Linked DNA regions of Rattus norvegicus: region 2 is linked to region 1. The links are chromatin contacts, called in public Hi-C maps. All regions are on one chromosome and are shown on one strand. Each heading gives the region's core, a stretch centred on a gene start, on an enhancer-like site or on the middle of the called end of the contact. The rest is flanking DNA. Distances are from core to core; before and after follow the strand shown.

Evidence for each region. Hi-C and Micro-C count contacts between places; a contact is called where the count stands out from the background.
Region 2: a contact with region 1 is called in a Hi-C map of hepatocytes, with 3 times the contacts expected there. The contact joins the enhancer-like site here to the promoter of Rwdd3 in region 1. A contact is called at or near these places in 10 of 12 Hi-C or Micro-C datasets (the A7r5 cell line, the Rat2 cell line, Schwann cells and 6 more).

The regions. Positions count from the first base shown.
Region 1 is chr2:211,931,723-211,936,045 of GRCr8, reverse strand. It overlaps Rwdd3 (RWD domain containing 3), which reads left to right and starts at 2,454. Exons shown (of 5, transcript NM_001128152.1): 1 at 2,454-2,558. The coding sequence starts at 2,474.
Region 2 is chr2:212,269,920-212,274,242 of GRCr8, reverse strand. The region is part of intron 10 of Slc44a3 (solute carrier family 44, member 3); the gene reads left to right. Among named protein-coding and RNA genes, the nearest start is that of Slc44a3, 41 kb to the left of the region's middle. Within about 2 kb of position 1,847, at least 1 of the 93 cell types and tissues checked has an H3K27ac peak or open chromatin away from gene starts, as enhancers often do. A contact at or near this core is called in hepatocytes, where this site is marked.

The DNA of each region.
Region 1 (4,323 bases), core at 1,205-3,704:
CCAGCAGTTTTTGAAAGTATTCTTTTAACGTTCTCAGATCATAATTTTTCTTATTAAACCCACTCAGCTCTTCTCGGGATACTAACATTTCACCTATCCTAACTGCTTGTGCAAGTGGGTTTTGACTTACAGTTTTAGACTCAAGTATTTAAGTTTACATAGCACTCCTGAGGCAGTCAGTAGAGCTGTTCTGGGAAAATTAAAAGAACTACTTGTTTATACTGACTTCCTGGATTAGTGGCTTTAACCTGAGGTGAGAGGGTACAAGTCCTTTCCCATCCGAGTCTTGGGGATACTACTCTTTAGAAATACGTCGGAGGGTAATATTGTTTTGGCAAATTACACATTGGTGTGTGTATTTGTGGGAGGTGGGGATAGAGGCTGATAATATTCTCACAGCCGACGTGCACTCCACATTTAAATATTTAGAATTTCAGTAGCCGCCGACTAGAAGAAATTTTATTACAAGAAAAATGATTATGGTGCGGTAGCTTCAGAGATCTGCCACGTACCTGCCACTTTCCTAGTGTGAGAAATGCCAAGCAGACATTACACTGCCTCTGTGATGATTACTTCTAAATGTCAGAGTGCAAGAAACACATTCAGGGGACTTCAGTGTCTCAGGGTAGTGTCAATTTAAAAGACACTCACATCGACTTTTTATTTAAACATGCTAAATGAAGTATGAAAAACAGGTTAAGGAATCAGGAGGAAGGAAAGCAAAAGAGAAACCCACTGACCAGAAAATTTTAAGTACGGTAATAGATGGCTGTATTTTTACATCAATTTTCACGGACCCCTTGCTGACAGCAGGCTCTGGTGAGCGCCTCCTAATCCTGCTGACAACTGGAATCACACTGTTCCTGTTATTTCGTTCTTATCACACATTGAATATGAAAAATTAAAAGCAGGATGAGAGCTATTCAATTATTGTGTGGACCACCTTAACAAATATGACAAATAACCACATTAATATCTTTTCCATTACTTTTAACAGTAACACTGGACTTTAAACTAAAATTGAATAACAGAGTGATATTGTAAATCAAAAGTGTAATCTGTTCCCCAAATCTCTCTAACAGTTAATTACGAACCCACTGAACTTGATTGAACTGCTATTTTGGAAATAACTCAAAGGAATTATTTTTTTCTTTCTTCTAATACAAATTGGCCACATTATAGATAATTATGTGTTTAAATAAACCTTTATCTTTCTAATTATGTGCACAGCATGGTCCCTAATTGCTTGGGGTCACTGAAATCTCAGGGCATCCCTGGGAAAGCTTCTCTGGTCTATCTTGTCAGATTTCCTTTCTCTGCTTGGAAGCCAATTTCTCTTCCTTTTTCTAATTCCCCTTTAGCAACAGAAATGGTGATTGGGATCAGGGCCAGGTAAAATTATTCTGACTTGTAGAAGTCAGTGAAATGAGCTACTGTAGACCTACTTAAGTTCTTTGATGTACACAGAATGTTATTTCTGATACAAACTAGAGGTAGGGAACCTCCCCGAGTGAGTCAGGGCTTCTGGGAGCTGCAGAATTTAAAATTTTTATTTGTAAAACAAAAACAAAAAACAAGTTAAACACACCTAGAAAGAACTATTTACCACAAATTAATTTTGCTCACCAAAGTCGAGGTTGGAACACGATGCATTGACCGTTCTGTTATCCCATTGTTACTGCATGTGTTTTAAAGTTTAGGTCAAGATTCAATGATGGTGATTTCACCATTAAGCTTCAGGGGCCACAGTGGAAATAGACACATTATATTGTATGCATCGAATATCACCTGAACCAAACCGAACTAAATCGAACCAAACCGAACCGAACTGAACCGAATCGAACCGAACCAAACCAAACCAAACCAATTGTCAAAGCTAGTTTATGGTTTTGGACCCTATCCCACTAGTTAGGGAGTCTCCTCTCAATCTTCCCTCCTCTTTTCTGCACCTTTGACAGAAAAGAGGCCCGGGAATCTAGACCTTGTCTGTAAGCCTGGGGCTAGTGACCAGTTCAGTATCTTGGAGGTTATTATCAAAGTCTTTTCTGAAATATCCCGACTGCGAGGATCACTGACAGCAACATCTCGGGACCTAAGGTTCAAAAGACCAAGGGCTCGCCTTGTTTGGCTTTTCTTGTTTGTTTAGGTTTCTTTTACTCTCTCCATCTCTTCCCAGCCTAGTGTAGGTCAAGCACAGGGGTTCACGCTTGGGTGTTCTTGTAGGGTCTTTGGGGCTTTACAGGTCTCTCTCAGCTCTAGAAAACAACGGGGGCAAAAACTCTGGGAATGAAGGAACTTCGAATTGGAATTAGAGAGCAAAAGGGCCTGGGCGGAGCTTTCAGACATTCGCCACGCCCATAGACACGCCCACCCCAGCCTGCCGGGCTGTGAGGTTCGGGCGCCCCCCAGTGGCCGTGTGCGCGCTCTGCTCCGGGAGGCGGCGGAAGCGGCTTCGGATTCTGGTCACGCGGAAATGGCGGAGGAGATGAGGCAGGAACTCTCGGCGCTGGCCGCGATCTTCTGCGGGCCCCACGAGTGGGAGATGTTGAGCTGTTCAGGTGAATACCCTGCCTCTCACCCTGCGGCCACTGCGGGGACCCGGGAGACCCGGTGTCCTGTGGCCTTGCGTAGGAGTGGGAGGGGAGTTGTCGGGGTTGGGGGTGGCCTGCGCTGGCAGTGCCTTCCCTGAGCTCGCTCTCCTTCTCCCCTGTGCTCTCTGGCCACTAAACAGTGCGCACTGCCCTCCTCATGGAATCCAGCCCCTCCAAATAGTCAGTACCCCCATAAGCATTTGTGCATTACGTCCTTGACAACAGTACGCAGTATTTGGTTGTCAGCCACGGGGAAGGCAGTCAGGAAAAGGTTGTTGTAGGTTGGGTGAAGCTTTGAATTCTCCAGAGTTGATTGGCTTTGATTTTATTTTATTTTTCGTTTTGTTTTTCTTAAAAAAATTTTTTTATTTTTATCTTTTTAGGCTGCTGAAAAGTGGCAGCCAGTTCCAGACTCCTGCTAGATGTGTAATCATGCAGCGCGCATTCATGAATGCCTTCTCTTCTAACATAGGCATGACACCGAGCCCCTTCTCTGAGAGTTTATAATCTGTAAAGCAATTATTGTTGTTGTTGTTTTTATTTTAAAAAGCTGAAATTTCATTCTTGCCTTGGTTTCCCTCTTCCACTCACACACATTTAAGTTTTAAAGTTTTTTCTGAATGTGTTTGTGTGTTTTACCTGCCAGTATATACCTGTACGATGTGTGCCCACTGCACAAGGAGACCAGAAGAGGGCGTTCAGGGGATAGGAGTTACTGAGGTTTGGGAGCCGTGTGCCCTATAGGTGCTGAGAACTGAACCCAGGACCTCCAGAAGTACAGTCAATTCTCTTGACCACTAAGTGCCCCCGACTCCCCCCTTTTGGGAAAGTGTGCTGATGCAGATCATCCTCCCTTCTCCCCCGAGCTGTCATAAGTCATGTACATTCTGACGTCAATAGGAGCCATCACTCTACTGTTACTTTGTAACTGCTATTGAAATCGCCTCTCTGACCATACATTGGCTTACCTCTAAGAACAAAGTGTGAAAAGTGCTAGACCTAAGGAAGCTACATTAAGAGGGCTTTGGGTTTCCATATGGTAAGTCAGAGACTCTGGGAGTTCACCCTTTCTTTTTATCCCTTCTTGCACGCACCCATCTGCAGACCCTTGTGGTGCTCTGTGATATTTCAGGCAATGTGAACTTTCTAGAAAAATGGAGCTGCTCTCTTTTTAAGTGCCTAGACCTGTCTTATCTTTTTGAAACTTCCTTAAGATCCCCCTATGAAAGGATTTATTGTAGGGATTTGTCACCCTCTTCTGATTGGGTAGCATCCTAATTGGTTAGCATCTCCTCTGTCTCCACAAATCTCTTTATTGATAATTGTTTCTGCCTGAGGCAGATATTTAAAGGGATCACTTGTGTCTTTGAGTTCTTGTATCATGGCTTACTTGCAATAGCTGGGAGGAACGAACCTGTGTTGTCTGGTGACACTGCTTTATAAATTCATGGTTGACCATTAGATACTGTTGATAGGCCAGAGAAAGACCCCCAAAAAGAAGTGGGGAGAGAAAGAGAGAGAGAGAGGGAGAGAGAGAGAGAGAGAGAGAGAGAGAGAGAGAGAGGTGTCTTAATACCAAGAGAGAGAGAGAGAGAGAGAGAGAGAGAGAGAGGTGTCTTAATACCGAGAACACTGCAGCCCTCTATCTGCTCTTAAATTGAGCATGACTTCAAGTCATGCCTCCTAATTAATTTAATTCAGTGTTCTGGCATCAATAAGTAATTGAATTATA
Region 2 (4,323 bases), core at 598-3,097, 340 kb before region 1:
TCCAAGTATAAAATGTGCTGTAAGGTCAGCCGGATGGCTCGGCAGGTAAAAGTGCCAACCGACCTGAGTTTTATCCCCAGAGCCCATGCTAGAAAGAGAAACTGACTTCCAGAAGTTGTTCTCTGACCTCCACCAGGGCGTCCCATACCCTCATGCTTCCACACACACAGCATACACACAGGCACACAACAGTAATAAATAAAAATTTAGAAAGACAGATTTAAAAATACAAATAAATACAAAACAAAATGTGCTTCCAAAGATGTTAAATCTTCAGTTTCTAAATCCTTCTTCTTCCATCGAAAGAGAAGAGGCCTTTGCTCTCCAGGGCTATAACCCAGAAGAGGGTCTGCTCGTGGGGTATCTGGCCCAGCAGAGGCTGGGGCAATGCTATGTACTAAAGCAGGGAGAGCAAGGGGAAGTCCAAGCCCTGATGATGACGACCCTATAACCACGCCTCCCCACATCCCACAGCTCAGTTCCTAGGGTGATGGCAGCCAGGTTTGTCCTCTAACGGGGACAGGTCCGAAAAGCTTTTGAACCCAAGTCAGGTGCCACATGAGGGAGTGATCCCCAGAGAAACAGACTTCCAGACTCTTACACCAGCAGTGGCACTCCCCAGCAACAAGCAAGCTCTCTCCCACTGAGCATCTGCCGTGGTTAAGGTTTTACTGCTGTGAACAGACACCGTGACCAAGACAACTCTTATAAAGGACAACATTTAACTGGGGCTAGCTTACAGGTTCAGTCCATTATCAATAAGGTGGGAACATGGCAGTGTCCAGGCAGATGTGGGACTGGAGGAACTGAGAGCTCTACATCTTCATCCAAAGGCAACAGGGAGAAGACTGGCTTCCAGGCAGCTAGGACAAGGGTATTAAAGCCCATGCCCGCAATGGCACGCCTACTCCAACAGGGCCACACTACTCAAAAAGAGCCACACCTCCAAATAGTGCCCCCTCCTTGGGCCAAACATGTACAAACCAGCACAGCATCCAAGTGTGTTTTGAGCTGTTTTTTTAGTGGTTATTATGCAAACAAAGGAAGTGAAAGAGATTAGAAACCAAACAAAAGGAATGTAGGGGAAACAAACACAATGCAAGCTGCAAAGGAAAATGGCAGTGCACGGGATGCACCAATGATGTCATCATAGGGAGCGAAGAAATACGGAACCGATAAACTAAAGTTCCTCACACAAAAACGAGTATTGTGAGAATGAGAAAGACCCTTTAATAATGAACAATTTCAAAAGTAGGAATTTTCTGTTGAATGCTTCAACTCACTGTGAAGCTGAAGAGCTCTTCCTGAAAGTCGAACAAAGACAAACCGGAACATACGAGATAGGATAAAATGTTAGGGTTATTTAGGAGCCCCCCAGCTGACTGATATGAGATTTAGAAAGAGCAAACAGAAAAAGTAGTTTGGGTGGGTGGGTGGGTTTTGGCGTTTGTTTGTTTTTGAGGTGGAGTCTCATCTAGCCCAATCAACAAACGTGCTGTGTTTCGAGGACTACCTTGACTCTCTCTGACCTACTTGCCTCCTCCACTGACGGTCTTTGACTTCAGACATACACTACGACATAGATCTTTTTGATGATGATGATGATGATGATGATGATGATGATGATGATGATGCAAGAATGTCAAAGAAACCTCAGGAGGTGAGGTCATAAGTTAAAAGTTTCCAGAAGTTTCATAAGTTAAAAGTTTCCAGAAGTTTCTCAAAGGAAATGAGAAAAGATCAGACACAGCCTTGAGTCTCAGAATCAAGTCTAACATTCTGACAGTCAGCAGCAGCTCTGAACCCAGAAAACATCAGAGGAGGACTGTCTAAACACAGAGGTCCCTGACCTCCAGGTCTGTACCGGTTCCCACCCACCATCGATCAAGGGTCAATACAGTCACGCTCACACAAAATCCCCAAAGATTTCCCTGGCACCTCCTTCCTAGGAAAGATGTTTCCACTGATAGTCCTGAGTAAACTAGGCAGGGAAACCCTGGAGTTGTACAGAAAAGACAACATAATCGACCACTGCTACTCGGATCAGCTGGGAATGGCCCTTCCTCACTGTACATTTTATTTATGTACTAATGATATGATATAAAAAAAATTAGTGTCGTTGAGGAATAGTGAGAAGGTGATGTCGGGGAGGCTGGATGTATGGGACATCTATTATGAGATATCAGGGGGAGGGCGTGAGGGAGGGGAGGATACCTGGCGGGCCCATACCAAGGTGTCCCCCTGAGAAAGCATGCTATGCCACAGATGTAATATAAAGGAGGTTTATCTGGGGGAAGGGAGGGGAGTAAGGCAGACAGATGGGAGCAGAGCCGTGAGCTGAAAAATTAGGAGGGCCTGAATGGGTGGCTCAGCGGTAGAACACTTGCCTGGCATGCGTGGGACCCTGGGTTCAATCCTTAATACCAGAAAAAAAAAAAAAACAGGCAAGATCCCATAGGAAAAAGCAAGTCAGTAAGAGCCTATAGTCTGGGGCTGGAGAGATGGCTCAGTGGTTAAGAACACTGAGTTCAAATCCCAGCAACCACTTAGTGGCTCACAACCATCTGTAATGAGATCAGATGCCCTCTTCTGGTGTGCATGAAGACAGCTATGGTGTATTCATATATAATAAATAAATAAATAAATAAATAAATAAATAAATAAATAAACCTTTTTTTAAAAAAGGTCCTATAGTTTTAAAGTGTGGAGGTTAGTCCTATCATCTCGAGAGAGGGAGAATTAAGGGTAGATGAAGCAAACTGCTGATTTCTGAAGCCTACCAGCACTATTTAGTTCCTTAACTATTATTTTGATTTTAAGTGAATTTAAAGTAAAATTCATGAATGGGTTGAAGAGTGGCCCAGTGGTGACAAGCAGCTCACAACAGCCTGCAACCCCAGCTCCTCTTCTCACCTCCATTAGAAACCTACAGGCGTGTGGCAGACATTCGCATACATTAAAAATAAAAATAAAAAGTAAAATGCATGATAACTCATTTTTAGCACTACAATTACTCAATGATTAAAGAGTCTTCTCAGCCAGTCATGGTGGCATACTCAGAAGGCAGAGGCAAGAGGATCACCACATCCTAGTTTACATAGCAAGTTCTAAGCCAACCTGGACTGCACAGAGAAATCCTGTCTCAGAACAAGGACACAGAGAGCCCACTCTCCTCTGGGCAGTCTGCTTCACTGTGATGCCTCCAGCCTGTTCCTCATCTACCGCTCACAGTTCACTTAGGCCGTACTTCTACACTGGGCAGAATTGTAATACAGACCCTGGGCATTGACCCTTGTCACTTACCGGAGCTGTAAGAGGGCTGAAGAGTTCACGAAGAGAGCACTGTGCGTGAGGATATGGGCAGTCTGTAAAACTTACCTTCAAAGAGCTTCCATTTTGTGCAGTGGTAGAAGTGGCTTAGCACTCCAGAACCCTTGTGGCCCTTGCAGAGGACCTGAGTTTGGTTCCCAGCACCCACATGGCAGCTCACAGCTGCATCTAACTCCAGGTCCAGAGGATCCTACGTCTGGCCTCGGGGTCGCACTTGATACACATTCAGACATGTAGGCAAAAACACTCATACACATAAAATAAAAGTAACTACATCTTTAAAACGCACTTGCTTTAAAAAAAAAAAATTGCCCGAAGACGGCATCAGTAGAGACCGTCTTTGGGAAGCCAAGAGTAGTAACACATACTGTAATCTCATCACTGGGGAGGATCCGGAGCTTAAAGGCCATCCTTAATCATGGATAAGTTTGATGCTAGCTAACCTGGGCATATAGGCCTCTGTCTCAGAAAAGGCAGTGGGTCGGGGTAGTGGGGAACTAGGCTCAGTCAATAAAGTGCAGGCCATGCAAGCATGGGGACCTGAGTTTAAACCCCAGAACCCACATGAAAAAGCCACACATCACACATTGGTATTTATTTACTTTCCATGTACTGGGTGGCGGGGGAGGCACATGCACGCATATGCACACATGGGTGTGAAGGTCAGATGACAATTTGCTGAGGTTGCTCCTTCACTGTGGCTTTCAAGGAGGAAGCTCAGGTCATCCAGCTTTTAGCTATAACTCTCCCACTGAGCTGTTTCTCTAGCCCCGTGGTATAGATTTGTAATCCCAGCCTTAGGAAGGGAGATAGGCAGTCGCATAGGCAGATCCTTGGACAGTGATAGACCCTGAGTCGAGAAACAAGGTTTGGATGGCACCTAAGAAACAACATGGTCCCCGCCCCGCTGCTACTCCATGTTAACCTCTGAACTCCACGTGTAGGAACACACAGGGGAGGAGGGGGAGGGAAGGAGGGAGAGGGAGAGAAATA